Regions from separate parts of the Mus musculus genome. Here all the other regions are linked to region 4. A link is a contact called in public HiCAR-type and Micro-C data. All regions are on one chromosome and are shown on one strand. Each heading gives the region's core, a stretch centred on a gene start, on an enhancer-like site or on the middle of the called end of the contact. The rest is flanking DNA. Distances are from core to core; before and after follow the strand shown. Region 1 holds the start of 9030612E09Rik (RIKEN cDNA 9030612E09 gene). Region 2 overlaps Sesn1 (sestrin 1). Region 3 overlaps Sesn1 (sestrin 1). Region 4 holds the start of Nr2e1 (nuclear receptor subfamily 2, group E, member 1).

The links. Hi-C and Micro-C count contacts between places; a contact is called where the count stands out from the background. HiCAR-type assays count read pairs that join an accessible place to other places.
Region 1: a contact with region 4 is called in a Micro-C map of embryonic stem cells, with 8 times the contacts expected there. The contact joins the promoter of 9030612E09Rik here to the promoter of Nr2e1 in region 4. A contact is called at or near these places in 5 of 39 promoter capture datasets (embryonic stem cells and stem cell-derived epiblast-like cells), 18 of 484 Hi-C or Micro-C datasets (B cells, LSK cells, differentiating embryonic stem cells and 1 more) and 5 of 115 datasets of contacts at active chromatin or transcription factors (all in embryonic stem cells).
Region 2: a HiCAR-type map of astrocytes shows a contact between it and region 4, with 2.1 times the contacts expected there. The contact joins the enhancer-like site here to the promoter of Nr2e1 in region 4. A contact is called at or near these places in 1 of 39 promoter capture datasets (embryonic stem cells), 7 of 115 datasets of contacts at active chromatin or transcription factors (astrocytes, embryonic forebrain, embryonic stem cells and 3 more) and 1 of 9 other capture datasets (embryonic stem cells).
Region 3: a Micro-C map of embryonic stem cells shows a contact between it and region 4, with 4 times the contacts expected there. The contact joins the enhancer-like site here to the promoter of Nr2e1 in region 4. A contact is called at or near these places in 6 of 39 promoter capture datasets (the HPC-7 cell line, cranial neural crest, embryonic stem cells and 2 more), 1 of 15 datasets of contacts at CTCF or cohesin (large pre-B cells), 2 of 484 Hi-C or Micro-C datasets (both in embryonic stem cells), 1 of 115 datasets of contacts at active chromatin or transcription factors (neural tube) and 1 of 9 other capture datasets (liver).

Annotation. Positions count from the first base shown.
Region 1 is chr10:43,173,397-43,176,096 of GRCm38.p6, forward strand. It overlaps 9030612E09Rik (RIKEN cDNA 9030612E09 gene), which reads left to right and starts at 1,303. Exons shown (of 1, transcript NR_102361.1): 1 at 1,303-2,700. Sobp (sine oculis binding protein) reads right to left here and starts at 1,134. Exons shown (of 7, transcript NM_175407.3): 1 at 580-1,134. The coding sequence starts at 675.
Region 2 is chr10:41,892,599-41,895,361 of GRCm38.p6, forward strand. Sesn1 (sestrin 1) reads left to right here. Exons shown (of 10, transcript NM_001162908.1): 2 at 1,444-1,509; 3 at 2,222-2,422. Among named protein-coding and RNA genes, the nearest start is that of Gm33058, 65 kb to the right of the region's middle. Within about 2 kb of position 1,338, at least 120 of the 459 cell types and tissues checked have an H3K27ac peak or open chromatin away from gene starts, as enhancers often do. A contact at or near this core is called in astrocytes and microglia, where this site is marked.
Region 3 is chr10:41,829,826-41,832,525 of GRCm38.p6, forward strand. All of the region lies in intron 1 of Sesn1 (sestrin 1), which reads left to right. Among named protein-coding and RNA genes, the nearest start is that of Sesn1, 21 kb to the left of the region's middle. Within about 2 kb of position 1,251, at least 40 of the 459 cell types and tissues checked have an H3K27ac peak or open chromatin away from gene starts, as enhancers often do. A contact at or near this core is called in the HPC-7 cell line and embryonic stem cells, where this site is marked.
Region 4 is chr10:42,582,182-42,584,913 of GRCm38.p6, forward strand. Nr2e1 (nuclear receptor subfamily 2, group E, member 1) reads right to left here and starts at 1,409. Exons shown (of 9, transcript NM_152229.3): 1 at 701-1,409. The coding sequence starts at 725. Gm38491 (predicted gene, 38491) reads left to right here and starts at 1,611. Exons shown (of 2, transcript NR_169130.1): 1 at 1,611-1,685; 2 at 1,799-2,732.

The DNA of each region.
Region 1 (2,700 bases), core at 53-2,552, 590 kb after region 4:
CCGGGGACGGCGAGGCGAGCCCGCTGGCTGCAGCGTCCCTGACCCGCGCCGCTCCGGCCCAAGCCTCCGCCACTGACAGCTACACCGCCGCAGCCGGCGAGTTGGAGCAAAGCGGGATCACCGAGCCTGGGGATGGACCGGGAAGAGGGGTGGAATCCAGGTATCCCGGGTGCCCCGGTCCGGCAGCTCTTAACTTTGGAGGGGTCCGGAGATTCATTTCCGAAAAAGGGAGAAATACTACACCGACCATCAGGAAAGCCACTGCACCATGCTCACTCGCCACTGGGGTTCAGTGCCCTCGCCCGGCAACATCTGTACCAGTCTAGGGTTTGTGAGGTTAAATAGTATCCCCCCCCCCTCGCCCCCATCAAATCTGAGGTTGGCAGACTTCGGAGATGCAGCCCATGAGTTGGCCTCGGTTTTGCACCTGGAGGGGGAGCTGAGGCGTCCCAGGGACCCAGCAGAAACTGACAAGCGCGCCCCTGTCCCCCCCCCCCCCCCCCGCAGCCTACACAACAGCCCGAAGGGAGCGGACGGAATAAAGAGCTCGGTCTCCCCGGCCTCCGAGTCCGAAAATACCTTCATCTCCTCGTTGATCTCCCTCTTCACAGGGTGAGCGGGTTTCCGGCTTCTTTTATTTTCCGGAGGTCTCCCTTCTTTCTCCATTTCTGCCATGTTTTTGTGTCTGGTTTCTGTGGAGATGAAATGGCTGCTGCCGCCGCCGGCGGTGGTGGTGGTGGCGGTGGCGGTGGCGGAGGTGGAGGTGGTGCTGATGGTGGCAACGCTGGCGGAGGTAGCGGTGCTAGCGGGTCCGGGGCTGGGGGTGGGGGTGGAACAGGCGAGGGAGGAGCGGGGTCTCTTCTAGCGGCGGAGACCGTCAGTGGCCGTCACGGGGAAGGGTAGCCCGGGGAGTCTCGGGGATGCCGCCGCCGCCGCTCCTACCGTCGCCGCCGCCGCTCCTGCTGCCGCCGCTGCCGGTGCCGCCGCCGCCGCTCCCGCTCCCGCCGCCGCCGGGCTGCATCCTCGGGGCCCGAAGGAGTCGTCAGCCATCTTCCTGAGCTCTGTCTGTCCGCATGGGCGAGAGGAGCGCCGGCCACGGCGGAGACAGCTGCTCTGGGCGTGCGTGCGTGGATCTGTGTGTGCGCCCGGGAGAGCGCGCCAGCCCCGGCGCCCAGCGCCTCCCGCGAGCCGAGCCGCGGGCGGAGGGAGGGACTGAGCGGGGAGGGGTCCGAGGGAGGGGAGGCTGGGGGTGGGGGGGACAAGGCCAGCCCCCCGCTCGCGAGCGGGCGTGGCTTCCCGGTCGTTGTAGACGCGGATGCTGCGCGGCTCCGGGGGCTGCTGGCGGCCGCCTGCTCCTGGGCGGCGGGCACCGGCCCTACTCGGAGCCGCCACCTCCCCGCGACGACCCCTCCTGCTCCCGAGCTCCGTGACGTGGGCTCCGGTGGGCTCAGAGTTGGCTTCTGAGGATGACCTAGAGGCCGCTGAGGCAAAACATAGCGGGGTGAAGGGTGGAGGTGGAGCGCTGAAAGGGCGCAGGGACCTGAAGGCAGAGCGAGAACTCGGCTCCGGGGTTGCAGCGCCCGGGAGCGGAGGGAAACACAGACCGGACCCACCGCTCAGGCACCAGTGTCCTGCTCCGAAGACTACGGCAGGCTGTGTGGAGGCTGAATGTCGCTTAGAGGGGTCTCCAGCACAGCGCGCCGTCAGACTGTTTGCCAGGAAGCTTTTGCCTTCCTGAGAAGGACTTCGAAGTAGGACAACTCAGCCTCCAGCTCCCTGATTTTCTTTCTCTTTCTGTCTCCCTTCCCCCTCTGCCCCAAACGCAAGCTTATGCTCTGTTACAAAGTAGCATCTTTACCCGGTGACCCGGCTTGCACCCTCACCGTGCCCTGTGCTTAATGGGAAGGGTTGGGCTTAGTGGGTACTGTTGTGCGCTCAGGATCCCTCCCCCCAGAAGCCCCACGCCCTCGCCACGCACGACAGGACCCTCTCCTCTCCATCAGGTTCCACACTCTTCCACCAGACTCGCATCTGCTGGTTCCAAAGCCCAGCTCATCCTCCATGCGCTCACGTGTTTCCTCTTGGGCCGCCTCTGTCCACGCCCTGGACCAAGGTCGGCTGCGCCTGTCCCTGTCTTTTGGGTTGAGGTATCAGCGTGAACCGTTTGATGAGGCTCCAGAGACAACACACAGCTCTGAAAATCTCCTACACACACTGCAAAGGAACGACACCTAGACGTTCCCAGTTCAGCTTTCCCGCGCCGCTCCACTTTGTAATTACCTGACACAATGTGATATGGGGGTGTCCATTGTTCCCCGGCTTGTTATTACGGAGTGTTCATTATGACAGTGGTGGAATTTAAAATTACACATTTTTAAGTCCTTAAGAGATAGAATGAATTCGGTGTGGGGGTATGAGTAAGCTTTTCATTAAAATCTCAGTTCGGCCTATCAAGTGGGGTTCATTCTGAGTGTTGCCTTGCCTAATTTGCATTTTAGCATGGTTTTGTCTCTTTAAGCATAGAATTACAGATATCTGGGAGCGTACTCTGCAGGGCTGAACAACCCTATGAGGCCTGTTTTTGCATTTTAGCATAATGTGTTTCGTACAAATATTTGGGAGGGTACCCTGGAAAGCATCTTCTCTTTCGTGTGCTGGGGGTGCGAGGGAAAGTACCTGTGTACCCGAAGCCATGCAGAA
Region 2 (2,763 bases), core at 88-2,587, 690 kb before region 4:
ACGTGGCTGAGGATATCTTTGAACTTATGATCCTCCTGCCTCCACATCCCAAGTGCTGGGATTACAGCTGTACACTAAATAAGCACTCTACCAACTAAGCTACATTCCTAGCCCTGTGTGAGATTTAAAAAATGTATTGTATTCAAAAGATTTTCATTTGCTCAGAACAAACTTCTTGGATTCACTCTGTTCCCTCCCAGTTTTTTCTTAAAAGCAAAGCAGCTAAGTTGGGGAGATAGCTCAGTGGGTAAAACCACTCACCACACAAGTATGAGGACCTAAGTTCAAATCCTGGGAACCCATGTAAAACCTGAATGCATAGCACAAACAAATAATCCCATAGGCCTACAGGAACATGGAAGGGAGAAAGAGAAGCCCCCAGAAGTCCAAGAGCCAGCTAGCCTGGCACACACAATGCAAAAAGAAGAGACTGTTGTCTTCTGACTTCCACATGAGCTACACAGTACATGCTCTCCCATATTCTCACAAACACACACACACACACACACAGAGGCATACATACAGACACATAGTGCACACACACAGAACAGGAGTTGGGAATATCTGTTTTTATAATGTTTTACTCTTGGCTACAGTTCTGTATCCATGCCAATAGTCTTCCTCTTTTAAACAAAAAACTAGTATTTGTATGTAACAATTTTATAAATAATAAGGATCTTCAGTTGTATTTACTTTATTTTACAGCTTAAAGCGATAATGGATTGATTGCCCTCAAAAGTTTTATTATGGTTATTTTGATATTATGTCAAGAGCATTGTATAGGGGAGGAAGTCCTAACAGTAGGCTTTCTGTTCCTGCTAATGTGCTGCTCTGTCAGTATAAGAGAAAGAATTCTAGATTGTGTCAAAAGGCAGAATGTTAGCAAGATTGTAAACAGGCCCAAACTTGGTTTTCCTGAAGTGTTCTCACTTAACCACAGAGAGCATGCCCCACTGGAGTCCTGACTGTGGATTCAGCTGCCTTTTCACTTGTCACATGCCACTGCTTGCCTTGACGTGTTTTATTAATACAGTAATGATGTCTTAAGATGTCTATATAGAGATATTGTTGTTTTTATTTCCTGACAAGGAGTGATGCTTTTGTTGAGTTAGACACACACACACACACACACACACACACACTGGTCTTGTTTTGTATCACTGACAGCCCACGGGTTTGGCCACTGTGTGCTGAACTTTCTGTTCCAGACTCTCTGCCAAGAGCTTTATGCAAAACTCTGGTTTTAGTGAAACAGGTTTTATTGTTTTTAGACAGTCATATTAGAAGGTGTTAGCTGTGTGATGCAAATAGAGGAACTGGTGTGTATATATAGCTGTGAGAACAAATGACTAGCAAGGCTGGCTGCTTTTCCTCTTGCTCCTTTAGCCTCAGTCTGTGCTGTTTACTGCTGGAGATCTGAGATGGTGTAATTTTCTTTTCTAGGAACTTGGAATCAGAATCCCTCGGCCACTAGGACACGGACCAAGCAGGTTCATCCCAGAGAAGGAGGTATGCTGTTTTGAAAGTACACAGTGAACTGCCTGCTTTTAAGGAAACATTTTCATGGCCCACATCTGGCATCTGAATGATTGCTGGTCAACAGCATGTTTTACACAGTTATTCAGAGTTAGTCATGCTTTGGCAGTGAGGTCATGGGATTAGAAAGCTGTCAGGGTCATATTGATTTCTAGGATTTCATGATGCATTTTAAGCACCTGTACTTAATCAAGTAAAACTGAGCCTTGTTGTTGACTCCCTCCCTCCACCTGCATATGTTTAGACCTTGCTTGGAAGCAGAGGTGCTCCATCTGACTGGTGAGAGCACTGCACCAGACCTTTAATTCCACATATGTAGAAGCAGCTATGCTTTATTGTCATAAGTTTTTGCTATTAATTGTGATTCTCTTCTCATTAAATGAGAATAGTGTTGTAAGGAAAGGTTTTAATGTCTGCTTGCAAAATCTGGGTATTTAACAGTCTGCTTCTTCGTCTGGATTCTTGTCAACTCTGCAGCTTATCTAGACCCTTTATCTAAAGTTCAGTTCAGCCTTTGTTGTTTATCTCCCACCATATAATGGGACTATTCTTCAGCTACAAGTTTAAATCACAAGTCCTCTCAGGAAACTGTAATCTACTTGTAAATAGATCGGTGCACCACATTCCTGTTCTCTTTAACCGGTTTATAGTGTGTGCAACTGTGGCTCTCCTCTCCTTCCCACAGATGCTGCAGGTGGGCAGTGAAGACGCACAGATGCATGCGTTATTTGCAGACTCCTTTGCTGCTTTGGGTCGTCTGGATAACATCACATTAGTGATGGTTTTCCATCCACAATATTTAGAAAGTTTCTTAAAGACTCAACACTACCTACTACAAATGGATGGGCCATTACCCCTCCATTATCGGCACTACATTGGAATCATGGTTTGTAAAAATCCAATGAAAATTTCTTTCTTTTTTTTTTTTTTAATTTAAGAGGATTAATGCTTTTGACATAGGATAAATATATTACTTATTGTCTGACTTGTAATCATATTCTGACTTGTAATAGCATATAATCAGATAGTTTCTATTTTTTCCTGACTTTAAATAAGTATGTTTTCAAGTATAACCAAAAAAAAACCACTACGAGTAGTTTTATACAATATTAAGAACCATTTTTTTAAAATGTACTCTGTGTGTGTGTGTGTGTGTGTGTGTGTGTGTGTGTGTGTGTGTGTGCATGCGCTCTCGCATGCTTCAGAGACAACTTGAAGGAGTTGGTT
Region 3 (2,700 bases), core at 1-2,500, 750 kb before region 4:
AAATTAAACCATTTTCAAATTTATTTGCTGTTTATAAATTTTAATTGGTATTTTTGAGACAAACATGGGCTGGTCTAGAAGTTACTATGTAGCCCAGGCTGACCTTAAACTTGAACTTACAACAGTCCTCCTGCATCAGCCTCCCAAGTGCTGGAATTATAACTATGAACCATCAAACCTAGCTTTGTACAGTACTAGGCAGCCACTTAAGGAATTCTGAGCAAGGACTGTTCCACCAAGCTGCACTCCATTTGTTTGTTTGTGACAAGGCCTCATGTAGCCCGGGCTTGCCTTAAGCTCACTACATAGCTGACGATGACCTTGAACTCCTTATACTCCTGCTTTCACTTCCCACATGCTGGGATTACAAGTACCACCATTCCCACCTCCCAATTTTTAAATTTGAATCTGAAGCAAAGTCTTGCAAAGTTGCCCAGGCTGACCTTGAACTTTTGATCTTCCTGCCTCAGCATGTACCTACAATGTAAACCTAAGTTTACAACAATAACAGAACAACTACTTGTTGTAATTAAAGCTATATGGATGTGTTTTTCCTCTCTTCTAATGTCTTCTAGAACTCTCCCTTTTTGAGATTTCAGATGGTACTACCAGTGAGTATTCAGAAGATGCTAACAATACTAGTGATAAGGTGCCTGAGCTGAACAAGTTGGGTGTTTTGACATTATGGGCTCCTGGGTATGCACTACTTCACTGCGAGCCTTACATTGGAGCCAGCAGCTGTTATGAAAACTGAGGTGGCCACTAAAAAGATACTGAGTGGGTAGTGTATGTGGCATGTGGCATGCACACTCTGGAAAAGAGTAAATCACAGGCCTGGCAGCATGGTATGAGATCACTTCTCAGAATAGCACGTGATTTAAAATTTACGCATTGTTGATTCTGGATATGGCTGACCATGACTAGCGATTATAAAGCCATAGAAAGAGAAGCCAAGGATACAAGGGGAATGCTGTGCACCAGATTCTATTCACAGAATGATTCTGCAGGAAGTAGAACTTTAGGGTACTCGGAAGTAAGTTTTCTCTAGTATGGTACATATGTATGCGCGCATGTACTAGCGTCTAAAGCTGCAGATGTCTGATTTTCCTTATAGTTACCTTTCTTTTGAAGACTCTGGCCATTAATGACAGTTTTCCACTCACTTTACATTTTTGTGCCCGCCTGCCTCCTTGTTCACCAAGGACATTTCCTGAGTTCTCAGCAGTTAGCTGCTGTGAGCACTAGGTGGCACTCTGACTCAACTCAAGTCTAGTTTGTCATCAATTTTGATGCTGTAGGCCTCAAGAGAAGATGTGTGTACAACTTAAGAACATTTGTGTTTTCAGTTGTCTTCTTTTAGAGGGAGTCTGAAAGGAGAAAGGAGATAATTCCAAGTTTAAATATCCAAGCTTAACTGGTGATAGTATTGATCTCCTCTTTCACTTACTGTCTCAGACTGTTCCAGGTACCTGCACAGGTATCTGTGTGGAAGAGAGGTGGAGAAGACTGCTGACCTCAGAGCCCATAGTCTAGTTAACTCGCCCCCCCCCCCAGATGCTGTTCTTGGGCCTGTGGCATGCACTCGCTGCTTTTATCCAGTCACTCAACACAAGGAGCGTGAGCTGGAGAGGTAGATGATCTGACTAGACCATCCAGCTGGGCAGGTACACAGTTGGGCTCAACGCATATGTGCTCCTTGGAGAGTAGTTTCTGGGAAGATGAGAACATGAAACCAGTAAAGCAAACATTCTCTCCCCCATCCCTGTCTCTCGCTCTATGTATATATATGTGTGTGCACATGCACATCTGTCTGTCTGTCTGTCTGTGTGCACATGCGTATAGTGGTTGTGAGTGTGCTGACATGGGATCTGAGAATGGACCTCACATTCTCTGCAGAGAGTAGTGGGCAGTCTTAACTGCCCCAAACTGATTACCAAAGGAGACTTGTTCTTGTTTTCCAGGAAGCAAAGCCAAGACTTGTTCTGGGAGAGGCTACAGCTTAATGGTTCAAATTGAAGATTTTGGCTTTTTAGGATGTTGTGTGACCCATCAGTTACAGAGAAAACAGTGTATTCTTGCATGTACTTTTGGGGGAAAACCCAAGTGTATCAATTTTTCAAAGAGTACCCTCCATAAAAAAATTGAGAAGTTGGGTGTGGTGGTACATGCCCAACATCCTAACACTTGGGGGTGGGTACAGGAAGGAAGGTCAGAAGTTGAAGAGCATCCTGGGCCATTAGGTGAATTCAAGGCCAGCTTGGGCTACCTGAGACCTTGCCTCAGAACAGCAGCAGACCACCTGAGCTGCCACATGCACAGGACACTTACTTCCTGAAACTGTTAGAGAAGACTTTTTACAATTGAAATGTGAGAGCCTTAAGCCAGCAAAAGTACACTTTCGTGAGAAAGCACCAGCTTGCTGCTCTTGACGAGGATGCTCATTGCATGGGGCTGAACTTTTCTTAGCTAAGCAGCAGGTCTCCCAGGCATGCAGGTCACAGGCAGAAAGTTTCAGATTTGATTCCAGAATGTGGGACAGAGCTGAGCACAGCACAGCTGCAGCCTTGGTAATGTGAGACAGACAAATACGCCACGGTCCAGAGCTGCCCCTGCCAGACTGCTGTGCACACACACTGGCTCTTGCTAACGCTCTACGGGGCAAGCTAGTTAGTGCTCTAAGTTTTAGTTTGTTGATGTTTG
Region 4 (2,732 bases), core at 159-2,658:
CAGTGCGGTCTATGGGAGAGGAAGCTGGAAGAAGAAGCGTCCGGAGTGAGCAGGCCGCAGACTCCTGTCGGTGCTGGGCTCCCGCTCCGAAAGTCCTTGGGATTAGGGATTTGGTCCTCTCTTTGCTAGACTGGCTCGCCATACTTTACATTCCCCAGTTATGACCTACGCGGATTTAGGATTAAGGAAAATGTGACTTTTAAATGGTTTCTGCTTCCCGGTTTTGCAGGATTATTTGAAATAGCTGGAAACGGAGTGCAAAGCATTCCATTCGAAATCCGCTTTTTGCAGAGTTGCTTTTGCGCGCTGCAAGCTCTGAGTTTTTGAGCGGCTGCGTTATTGTGCGGCCGCCTGGAGCTGCGGCCCAGTTCCCGCCCCTGGCTCACCCCTCCCACCTTCGGCACCTGCAGCTAAATAGAAACAGCAGGCTGGACCGGTGGGCTGCCACGGGTCGCAACCTTCCTGATACACCGGGGAGACCCGGAAGAGCTAGCATCCAGAAGCAACGAAATTGCTCTCCCAGTTGCACGAAACGCTCCAACGCAACAGTCTAAGAGAGCTAGGCCAACGGACATACAAGCCCGAGAGAGTATTACTCTGGGGCTCAAATTCAGAGCTCTCAGAAGGACCATCCCGGCCTCCCAGCCTGCCCTCCCCAGGCCACGCGCCAGGACCCCGCGGCTGCCCGAGCGGTACCCACTTGTTGATCCGGCGGGCTTGCTCATGCTGGCGGTCCCGGGGCGCAGCGGTTGGTGGGCACTGCCGGATTCCCGACCCACGGCGCCCACGTCGCCGCCGGCCGCCGCCGCTCTCCAGCCGCCCTCCAGCCTGCGAGGCTCCCGGGCGGGACAGACAGGTGGCTATTGGTTGTGCGCTGCCCTGCTCTCCCCGGCGCTCAGAATTCGTTCCACAGTGGAAATGTAAGCATCCTTAAGTTTCTTTCCCGGCTCTAGCAAAACTGCAGCTGCTGGGGATGCGGCTTGATGTGGACACAGTCTTGAACAGACAGATGGAGAGATGGACAGGCAGGCTGAAGAGGGAGGACAGCGCGAGGGGAATATGGAAGGACAGAGATGGAGACACGGAAATGGTCTTCCTACGGAGCAACGAAGGCGAACTTCCCCTCGTTCCCCATGCTTGGTACTGCTTCCAATCTCTCCCTCCACACAGGCGTGCAGAGTGGGCAGCTCTCTGCAGACTGCAGATCTTCTGTGGAAAGGCGAAAATCACAGCCGCAGTCTCAGAGGCAGATTAAGCTCCTCGCTGCCGGAGCCCCGGCGCCGAGAGGGGAAACTAGATTGCTGGGAGATCTTCCAAGGGGAGAGGTGGCCAGATCCGAGTTTCCGGGGACAGCCGCGCACGCAGCGGCGAAGGGTCCCCGAAGTTCATTACCCTGTGACTTTGTGCCTGTCGCTGCGGGCCGGGTCTCTGGTAATATCTCCAGTAGCGCTCTGACAGGCAGCCGCGGGGAGGGGAATAGGGCGTCCCTGGCCCACTTAGCTTTTCCCCCAACTCCTGGCGGGGTCTGACGTCAGCCATGTGCGGGGAGGAGATGGGAAGAGGGAGGGGGTTAAATGCTAATGATATTAATGAACCTCCAAGCGGCTTCCAAAGAAAATGCAAGCGCTCTCGGAGCTGACGAGTTGAGAGTGAATACGGGCAAGCGGCTCCGTGCGTGCGTGATGGTGAGGACGGAGCCGCTCTTGTAATAAAAAAAATATGAATTTTTATATTTCACGGGAAGGGAGGAGGGGAGGGGTGGTGGGGCTCTCTCAAAACGCTTTTCCCCTCTCTCCAGAATGCCAGACAGATAGATTCGTGGAAGATATTGGGTAGCTGTGTCTGTGTATGATTGTGTGCGCCCGGACATGGCCATGTGAGTTGGTTCATTGTTGGTCTCGCGCCCCTTCTGTTGGGTAAAACTTGGATCTGGCCCGAGGTGAGTAATTTATTCATTTTGCAACTATCTATGGAAAGCCAGAGCTGAGGTCGCGGTGCGCGGTCTTGGGGACTGGGCTGGGATCTTGCGGTCCCTCGGCCTCGGCGTGACGGCTTTGGGCACCGCCGCGGGGAGGGCTTCGCCAGCTTCTTGCAAACAAAACCGGCCAACCCGGAGCTGGCGGCGTCCCTCTCGCCTCCATTGCGTGTACTGAGCAGCTGAGAGGCAAAGCCTCAAAGCCTTCCCTCCTGCGGTTGGTCCCCAGCGGGCGTCGCTGGCTTACCCCTGCAGGCCTGGGGACTCTGGAGAGCTCCGCCACCTTCCTCCCCAGCCGGGTCGCCTACCCGAAATCCTAGAGCTCTCTGGCATCTTGGTCGTGGCGCGGCGCGGGGACAGCGCGCGCCGAGGGAGCCTTGATCTCCGATCTCTAAGAGATTAATTCTATTTAAGCTCCCTCCGCCGCTTGAACTTGTCGAACAAGAGCTTGCCAGCCTCTCCTCGGGGCGTGGGCCCGGCCGGGGGTCAGAGGTCGCGCCTCCAGCTCTCCAGACCGAATTGGAGGCTGGGGGCTGGCGAGCTGTGGACAGCGCTCCTCCTGGTCGCTAGCCCACCCTTCCCGCAGCTCCCTCCTCACCTGGCCGCAGTGCCTGTTGGAGTCTCCCGTGTGACTGCCTGGCCCTGCAGATCCAAGGACCGGGTCCCAACTCGAAAGGGCTGTATGCTCCTGTCTCAGGCCTCAGCACGTGAAAGCAACTTTTCCCGGATTGCCCGAGCCTGGGAGGCAAGGAACCAA